2 separate regions of the Mus musculus genome follow, and region 1 is linked to region 2. The links are chromatin contacts, called in public HiChIP or PLAC-seq maps. All regions are on one chromosome and are shown on one strand. The core of a region is the stretch at or near the end of the contact, and the rest is flanking DNA. Distances in the headings are between cores, read along the strand shown.

Region 1 (5,067 bases), core at 970-3,469, 340 kb before region 2:
TGTTGCAGCCATGGGTCACACCAGGACTCTCAGTCTTCCTTTTGCATGGTTGGCAACTGCTATTTTTCCTCTGTCTGTGATAAGACATCAAGAGAAAAGTAAGTTAAGGAGGTTTGTTTCGGCTTACCTTCAAGGGTGCAGTCCATCATGGTGGGGAGTCATGGCAACAGGAGCTTGAGGCAAAAATGTCATGTCAGGGAGCAGAGAGATGAATGCTGGTACTCAGCTCACTTCTACTTACATACACAGTTCAAGACCCCAACCCAAGAAATGTTGCCTGCATTCCAGGTGTTTCCACTTCATCTATCCTAATCAAAATCCTCTCACAGACATGCCTAGAGGCCAAACCAGTCTTGACAATTCCACCTAGATGTGTCTGAAGGCTTCTCCCTGAAGTGATTCGGGCAACTTGACATCTAATGTTAACCATCACAACAGCCACCCTTCCACTGGAGAACCTTCCAGCTCTGAAGATCTCACCCCATGGAAGGGATCATCTGTAAGTCCCCAGCACCAGCCAGCAAGACTGACTAACAGGTCCCCATGAGTCTCCAGTGCTGGCCTGAATAAGCTGAGGCACAGCCTCCTACATGGGGAAGAGACAAGGCAGGACGAAGTCTGACACTGGGAGCTAAGCAACTCAACACTTTCTTTCCCAAATCACAATACTTGACAGCAAGGGTGATTATTAGTAATCGCCTCTGGGAAGTAGGTACAAAAGAGGCCTGGACTGGAGGAAAGGTCACCCTACGTGTAGGAAACGAGCAAGCCCAGACCCATAGGAGAAATCTCAGATCCAAATCCCAAAGCCACCTTCACCTGATTTGGACCCCTGCACCTCCCAGTGCTTTCCCAATGAGCCATGAGAGGACTTCCCTGGCACCTGGCATTCATCTCCTTCCCTCAGAACCTGGTTTATTTGAGGTCAACAGTGAATTGCATTAATTATACAGATCCCCCTCACTGTAAAAACTGAGGTGACACTTGGATCGCTTCACAGCTGAGAACTCTCAAAGTAGTCAAAATGGCATGGGGAAAGGTGAAGAAATGTGAGGGGAGAGAGTGATATTAATACACAAATTCATCTTAAGATCAACGGCAATAAGTTGCCAAGATTTGATCTTTTTAAGTCTATCAACATAATTTCATATTACCTAATCTAATTGTCTCTTTGTGAACTGAAGTTCTCAGACATCATCTACTTGGGGGAGGATCCTCTCTAGAGGTGACATCAGCTCTAGGGGTGGCATTGGCCTTAGGATGATATCACCCCTGGGGGTATCAGAGGCCCTGGAAAGACATCACCCCAGGGGTTGAGGTACCAGCTTTGGGCAGGAAATTACTTCTAGGTTGATACTGGCTCCTGGGACCATCACCTCTCCAGGAAACACAGCCATGGGAAGGTATGTCCTTTGGAAGTGATTCACACTCACACACATGAAGGCAATGACTCAGCCAGACAAGAAAAATGCTAGAAAAGGAAAGAGATGAAAAGGAAAGTAAGAGCAAACATTTAAAAGACACTGAGGAGCCTAAGTGTTGGTAGATGAAGGCCAGGTGGGAGCAACTAGCTGGACATGCTGGGGAGGGGCCTACAGTGCTGAAAAGCTCATAGTGACCTTAGGCCAGCAGTGAGGAAGGGTCTGATGCTGAGAAGCGATGTAACCCGTGTTACAAGAGGCAGAAATGTCAATGTAGAGAGAACCACAGTCCAGCCCTGGTCCCGACTGGATATAAGCCCGGTATAGAGAACACAGTGCAAGGAGTGTCTAGATCACAATAGCTTTGGAGCAAAGGGGTTTAGATGACGGGATGGGTCAGGGGGCAAGGGTGAAGGGACCCAAGGTATACCAGCACATCTCTGGTTTCTGTTTGAAGAACTGGGAGTCGGTGGTACCCTGTTGGCTAGCTATGCTAAGCACTGTAACTTTGGACGCGGATTATCTATCTATGCATGTCGCAGCATGTGCTACCCTCCAAGTCTGATAGCTTATTAATCACTCTGAATCCTATCTCCCTAGGGATAAAATTACAAGCTCCATTGTGGGGACAAGATTGAGATGGCAAATAGAAAGGTGACAAATACTTCCTGCCATGCAACAGACACCTGAGAAAAGTTGTCAGCCTCGGGTTCCAGTGGAACCGGCAGCTTACAGAGGGCTGGCCCACACCTGTACACAGCATGTTGCCTGCTGCCAGAGTCAGAGCTGCTTGGTGGGAGGCCAGGAGAGGTCCCTGAGAGTAGGGCAAACCCAGGGCACATTCAACAAAGACAGGCTTAATGGGCCTGCCTACTCCTGTTTGGTGAGGGGTTGAGTCCCTTCCCCTCCCCCAGAGAGCAGTTGCAAAAGAAAGAGAGGGGGTTATGTGACACTCAGCTTAAAGATGGCTCTAGGGACAGAGTCTCACACAGCAAAATGTCAAAATACAAGTCCTGTGTCATAGTGGAAAAACTAAGAAAAAAAAAAAGTAAAACAAAACAAACAGAACTCTGAAAATCAGTCCAGAGTCTGTAAGATCTAGGTGAGAAGCCCTTGTCTCCACTCTGTCACCAAATAGTCTCTACTGGACTCCTGAGTGTCCCTAAGCATCAGCAGGTGCAGCAGAGAGCACCTGTACAACCGAGATGTCTGGCCTAAGTCAGGCTCAGCCTCCATTATGCAGCTGCCTGGCAGGTCCAGCAGAATTCAGGTGCTAGAGGATGGTTGGCCCCAAAGGCAGCGGATCAAGGTTTAACCAGAGTAAGTGGAGGGTGTCCTGTAAAGGCTGAGGGAACCACAGCAGTGTGTGGTAGGGAAACAACTATCAACCATGCTTGCACCCTTAGGGACCTGTTAGTTCAGGGGAGCTGCCCCCCCACCAGAGCCCCCAGGGATACCCCACTGGGAGGAGAGCTCCCAGCAAGAGGTGGGCTCTGCAAGCCCTGGGGCTCCAGACAACAGCTGCCAGTGATCAGATTTCACCCTAGCCCAGGAACCTTCCAGCTCTCAGGGGACATTGTGTCACCTCTCCTGCCTGGGTTCCAAAGGCAGGTTTGCTTGCCCAAGGTTTTGCTAAGTTGAGATGCCTTTGTTCCCATCGAAGATTTCTACATAGAATCCCAAGAACAAAATATTAAATATGTCCTAAATCCTAAGAGCTCTGTTAGCCAACTCCCACAATTTTCTCTCTTGAGAAAGTTCCCACACAGAGGATTTCAAAAGATCTTTTACATGTGTGTGAATGTGTGTGACTATATACATGTATGTGCACATATGTACATGTGAATGGGTGAACATGTATGTGTGCATGTGCACTATACATGAATGTGCGCATGTATGGGTGAACATGCATTGTGCATGCATGTACATGTGTATGAGGGAGGATACATGCACATGTGTGTTTGAAAGATACACATGTACATGTGTATGTGTGGATACAAATGCATATATTGTGATATGTAAATGTATATATGTATATCTGTGTATGTGAGTGTATATATGTGTGTGAGCATGTGTGTGGGTGTACATGCAGCTGTGCATGGGTGTACATAAACATGTGCATGCTTGTATGAGGGTGTATATGTACATATGTGTACGCACATGTATAAGAGTGTACATGTACATGTGTTTTGTGTATATGGATACACATGTAGATACGCATGGGTACATATGTACATGTGTGCCCATTTGTGTAAATGTGAATGTACATGTGGAGAGTACATGTGCATATACATGTATATGTGTATGTGAAGGGCAGAGGAGAAGGCACATGTACACGGAGGGGTTAGTGGAGAGCCTCAAATGTCTTTCTTCAGAAGCCCCTTTGTCAAGTAAGTTACTCTGTCTGGTCAGTCAATGGTATTCTCCTGTCTCCACTTCCCCAGCTCCAGGATTACAAGTATATACTACCACACCAGAGAATTCACTGCAGTGGAGATAGGATGTACCATGTAAGCCAAGGCTCTAGTCATATAAATGACTGTGAGCAGAGTCCTCTGCAAGGCCCTAACTCTGTGAGCCATTTTAATCTGTCCAGAGATACAAGACCCAAAGGGCAGGAACTTAAAGTCTACTGCTTTGATGCCTGAACCCAGGAGGGCCATAGACTTTCAGGGATACCTTAGATTCTCTGACCAGTATGGAAGTCCAAAGGGTGTAAAAATCTGGGACCAGGGATCATCTTTCTTTATCTATACACACAGCAACATAGAGCCCTGCAGAGAAAGGCAACCAAGCAGACTCCAATCAGGATGAGAGGGAAACAGAAGAGCTTGGAAGCCATCTGTCCAGGAGTTTCCTACCATCCACTCCACTCTCCAGCTCTGAGTAGCCTGCATTTGCTGCCACTGGGGAATCCATTCATGCTCACGTTGACTCCAGCCATCTTTTCTCAAGGCGTTTCCCAGCCATGAAAGAACTGCTGCATGGACAGCATACGTAGTGATGTCAGACTGAAAACCACCATGTATTCAGCATGGAGCGCCACATGCAGCAGGCCAGTGAGTTCCACAATCCTGTGCCCTTCACTCCCATCCACTCTTGCATCCAAGGAGTCTTAGCATGATGACTACACCTCCCCAGGTCAGAATCCAGGTTTCAAATCCAGACTAGCTCATCCTCAAGGCTATGCTCTTAACTGCCAATAGCAGCAATGTCCATTGGCAGGTAGGAGGCCCAGATGCAAAGCTTGACTCTAGACACTTTCCTTCTCCTTGGAGGTAAAGTGGATTGCAGGCTACAGACCTCAAGCTCTCCTTGACTCTCCACTGAGTATTAACTGACAGGGCCATTCAACATACACATAGTTAGAGTGTGTATTAAGCAGGGTTCTCTAGAAGACCAGACTGATAGAATGAAACACATACACACACGCACACGCACACGCACACGTACACGTATATATATATATATATATGGGATTTACTATAGTAGCCTACAGGTTGTGGTTCAGCAAGTCCAACAATGGCTGTCTACTAAGGACAAGTCCAAGAATCTAATAGTTATTCAATCCATGAGACTGGATATCTCAGCTGGTTCTCAGTATATGATGGAATCCCAAGGAAGTAGTCTATAATGCCAGTGAAGG
Region 2 (4,824 bases), core at 52-2,551:
TCTCTAAAAATTAGTAAGAAAAAAGCAAAAATGACTGTCAAGTATATGTAAATTTATTTTGAAAAATTATAACTTCTGTTTCAAAGCTTATACTGAAATTTTAATGGGTTCAAGAATGTCCAAAATTACTCACAGAAAGATGTTAACACACAAACATACCAGGGAGACAAGAAAGCTGCAGGTGTCTCACTCCAGCAGCAGCTGCCCGCACCATGGCCCTGGAGATAAAACCACAGCTTAATGAGAACTGTGGTGCCAGTCCCAGGAACCAGTGGGCACGACAGGAAACTGCATCCTCAGAAGCAGGTGAAATTTAAGGTAAACAGAGCTAAGCAGGGAATACAGGAGGGATGCCACAGAGACACACAAATTGGTTCTGAAACTCTGAGGATTTCCATAGCTGCATGCATCTCAGCAGAGCAGTCAGTGCACATCCAGTGGATATCAAAGAAGCAGAGGTACTTTCAAGGAGGAAAGCCCACCTTCAGAAGCAATGGGCTCTAATAAGCAAGGAGGCATTGATTGGGCTTTTATCTCTGTTGTAACACATGCCTGAAATAAGGTCCTATGATGTAACCACCTGGGCAAGAGTAATACTACCATGTCTAGGAGCTTGCAGAGGGCATTAGGCACAGACGCTGTATAAAACAAAGCCTTGACATGGCACAAGAGATAAGGTCTGTGTGCAAACGAGACAGCATCCCAGGCACAGCCTCTGGACAGAAGCAGGCCACCACAAGGAAACAGGATCTGCATTAAAACCAAGCTAGGGCACTAGGCCTTGGCCCTATATAAAGCTAAGCTTGGGAGCCAGGCACAGCCTCTGTATTCAAGCATATCATAGCACTGGTGCACACAGCAACTCTGTCATGTTGATACAGAGCCAGAGAGCCACAGGATAGCTAAGCTAGAAAATTCAACTGTCACTCAATAACCTGACCTCTCTATTTTAGCAATGAGGAAACTGAGGCTAGATGCAGGTAACCGACTCTTCCAAGTTCACAAGGTTCGTTATATTCCCGGCATCAGGAATAAAATAGAGACTCTTGCCTCAGAAAAGTCCACTGCTTTAAAAGAGAAAATACTAAGTTATGTCTTTAAGACCAATTTGATGCTTCTATTTTTTATATGAAACACAAGAGCTAAAAGCACTTAATGAGATAAAAAGATAATCAGGGCAAAATGAATAGAAGAGGCATACTTGAGGCGCCAACTGTATCCATGGAGTGTGCTGCGTGCTGTAAGGGATTAGAGTCAAAAGGCTTAGAGGAATTCAAAGGAGATTAGAGCCTTTGTGGGCTGAATAGCAGCTGCAGCCAGCTTGCTAAAGGGCTAACAATGCCCTGGCTGGGGACGTGGTGTGATCCCCAGCTGGAGGAGGAGGAGGCTTCCACGGCTGCTGCATAATGAGCGGATTCAGAGTCTAAGGGCTATTTTTAGAGACTCCAGCCACCTCAGCATCTGCTGCAGACCAGGCAGGTGAGTGAGATGAAATCCGGTCGAGGCAATCACCTGACACAGGCACAGCTCTTGCTGTACATTGAGTGCCCTGGCACCTGAGATTAAAAATACATTCTCCAGTGGCCTCCACAGTGCTTCAGAGATGTGGTCACATGCAGAATGCACAATAAGTATGAGGGACGCACAGACTGACGCTAGAGAGGGGACAGGGCTGTAGGTATCCCGGCATGACACCAGGTCTGTCCCTCTCCAGGAAGACGTAACAGGGCACAGACATCTCTCAAGTTTCTGTGCAGGTGACAGGTGCACAAGTTCCTGCTCACAGTGCAAAGACTGGTTGGGAAGTGAGTGTGACAGAGAAAGGGTACTGTCAGCAGTTCTACCCAGCAGCTCTGCTGCACTCGAGCACCACACGATTCACTGCAGGTGCCAGCAGAGCACTGTCCTAAGTGGTCAGGGAACAGCCATGGCCTTTTGCTCCATTCTTCACCTGAGACAAGTCACATACCAAGCCCTCAGTCTTAGGAGGACCCCAGTTCTCTCAGAGAAAAGAAGTAGCTAGACCTGTAAGCAATGCCTCTAGGACCACGGACTCTGCCCATTCCTACAGACTTGAGCACAGAGTACACATAAGTCTGTGCTCAAGTGGGACTGCAGGGCTCTGTCTCAAATCCAGCTCACAGAGGCTTAGTCCAACCTGCACTTACTTCCCTGATTCCTGAGTGTGTATCAAAAAAGATGGCCCAGTCAACAGCAAGGCCAATCCTTTCTCCCTGGCAGCATCCCATCTTTGGTATGCAGGAGAGCCAGTCATCTGAAGGGGGACAGGAAAGTCCCAAGAAGTTTAGCTTAGAAAAATGCCAGTCAAAGGCACCAGACACTCCATCATGGGTGGCACAGAGCAAGGCCCCCATAACTCATGAGCTGGCTGCTGCCTTCTTTCCCAGCCCCAGGGCAGAATCTGTTGGCCTGAGCACAAAGCCTTTAGAGAAAGATGCAAATAGCCAGGTTCTCCAGCAGGGTGTGCAGTCCAGGTGTGCCACAGCTACACAAAAGAAAGCAAGATTTAATATTGAGATTGATGCAGCCCTTAATTTTCACCAGAGCAGTTTGAAAGGGTCCTCAGAGCCACCTATTACCTAGCAGGGTCAGGTACACACACATGTCCTGCTACAGACTATATCAATCCTTGGGTTCTCCACAAAAGCTGGCCAGAGGCTGAGAGAGTGAGTACTAGTCAAGTCTGGCCTATTCTGTATGTCCATAAGTTAAGATTGGTCAAAAGGGCAGGAGAAAGAATGTGGGACCATGTGGCCTTCAAGCCTCAAGTATTGACTCTTTGGCCTTTCCAGCTGCTGTATCCACATCCTGTTACCAACTTCCAGTTTCAGGCAGTAACCTTGCTAGCACCCTCTGTTCTGTACACACTGCAGAGGGCTTACTGCTCTTAAGAGAGACACCGAATGGAGACTGTAGGGAGAAAGGCTAGAACAATGTGGGCCTTTAAGTGGGTCTCTATCCTAGGCCTCTCTGTACCCTCTGCTTTGGTCTACTCAGTTATTCCCAAGCCTCTCTACACAGAGACAGGGTAGATAGCTTCTTGTCCACACCAGCCCTAGAAGGCCTTGTACCCATTCCCACTGGTGGCTGCCAGGGGGTTCCCAAGCTTCTGCACCCCATGGACTTTTGGAAAGCGGTCAATGGCTTGCCCAGAAGAGGCAGACAAGCTCTGGATTGTTCTGGCCCCAGGTTCTTTGCCCTCCTGGACCTGGACGACACTACTCCACAGGCTCAGCACTGTCTCAAGGTCCCTTTTCCTCAGGTATCCTGGCATGATACTAAAGTCCCCTTCTGCACGAGGGCAGCTACTTTCCTCTCTAGTAATTCTTCACTGAACTTTCCTGTTTACGTTGCCTTCTGCTTTACACCCAAACCAGAACACACAGATCAGCAGGGGGCCAAGCCCTCATATTACCTGGTTAACAGCAGCCACAGGGAGAGGAGGGGTTCCTCAGATGCCCAAGGAAAACAGGTCCACAGGGTGACAAGAAGGCCCCATGACTTTCCAGCACTATTACAATTGACCTGGAGCAGCATGGGGCACTTTTGTCACTAAATAGCCAACTACTTGTGGCCTTTTTGGGTCTGGAAGGTACCACTTGCTGACAGTGGAGCTCCACCCAGCGGCCTTCAAAGCTGGTAGCTACTCTTGAATCTTAGCAGGCAGCTATCATACTGACATCCACAGAGTCAGGGAGCAAACCTGGACGCCTTCAATGGAATAAACACAGCCAGATGCTGAGGTCTTAGAGCCAAGTAGTGAGTGTCCTTTACACTCACCTTCTCCTGTCAAGGAACGGTCCAAGCCAGACATGGCAACAGACACCTGCAACTCTAGTACGTGGAAGGCTATTGGCTGATCTAACCCTGGTCCTACTTAAAGAGAAGAAACTCCACAACACAGGGAGGACCACGTCACATGGTGAGTGTGGGCAACCCTGTTGGGAGCTATTAAGACAACTCTATTGTCTTGATCTCCGAATTGGGCCTCTCCCCCCCCCACCCCCCCCAGAAGAAAAGGGGATCAAAAGTGGGCCACCGAAGCACCGTTCTGAGAACAACCACAAAATGTTCCAACCCTAAGTCAGCGCCAGATGTTCTGACCACAAGATGTACCCTGATACCACCAAGTTCCTGCTTCCCTGTGTAGTTGCCAAAAGAAAAGTTTCCGCTGCCCCATCCCTCCTGCTGAGAAGTACTTCCTCCTTAGCTTGTGCATTTCCGCTGCCCCATCCCTCCTGCTGAGAAGTACTTCCTCCTTTGCTTGTGCATTTCCACTGCTCCATTCCTCCTGCTGAGAAGTGCTTCCCCTTTTGCTTGTGCATTTAAGCCTTGAGCCTTGCTGAATACAGAGAGACCTTGATGCTACTCAGACTGCTTCTGTGTCGTTCTTTGCACTTGGTTTCCATCTCTCCCTCCCCGCATTTGGTTCTTAGGAGAAGGTCCCCTCGAATAACTGGACCTGCTGGACAGGTCACAACCCTGTTGGCCATAGCACAAACAAACACAGCCACCTACTCCCCAGTGGAATTCTCATGCTCTATAAGCACTGTCACTTCAAGAAGGTGGTGAAGGAGTGTGCTCAATCAATCGGGACTCTCCTACACAATGCCCTGTGTCTCTGCTTACTGGAGAGTCCTGAAGCCTGAGACTAAGAAGGAACCCTCCCTCAGCTTTCAGAGATATTCTTCCAAAATGGCTCTAGCAGCCATTACATAGGAGGGCTGCTGAAAGAAACTGAAGGCAAACCCCAGGAGACAAAAGCCAGAGAGACAACCTGGCCACCCACACTCTCCAGACAAA

Evidence for each region. HiChIP or PLAC-seq counts read pairs in DNA pulled down with a chosen protein or histone mark.
Region 1: a contact with region 2 is called in an H3K27ac HiChIP or PLAC-seq map of epiblast stem cells, with 2.1 times the contacts expected there. The contact joins two enhancer-like sites. A contact is called at or near these places in 2 of 115 datasets of contacts at active chromatin or transcription factors (epiblast stem cells and trophoblast stem cells) and 1 of 9 other capture datasets (embryonic trunk).

Annotation. Positions count from the first base shown.
Region 1 is chr12:29,158,908-29,163,974 of GRCm38.p6, reverse strand. It overlaps Gm31333 (predicted gene, 31333), which reads right to left. Exons shown (of 4, transcript NR_154987.1): 2 at 128-173. Among named protein-coding and RNA genes, the nearest start is that of Gm31333, 20 kb to the right of the region's middle. Within about 2 kb of position 2,219, at least 10 of the 459 cell types and tissues checked have an H3K27ac peak or open chromatin away from gene starts, as enhancers often do. A contact at or near this core is called in epiblast stem cells, where this site is marked.
Region 2 is chr12:28,814,073-28,818,896 of GRCm38.p6, reverse strand. The region is part of intron 3 of Eipr1 (EARP complex and GARP complex interacting protein 1); the gene reads right to left. Among named protein-coding and RNA genes, the nearest start is that of Gm46345, 50 kb to the right of the region's middle. Within about 2 kb of position 1,301, at least 117 of the 459 cell types and tissues checked have an H3K27ac peak or open chromatin away from gene starts, as enhancers often do. A contact at or near this core is called in epiblast stem cells, where this site is marked.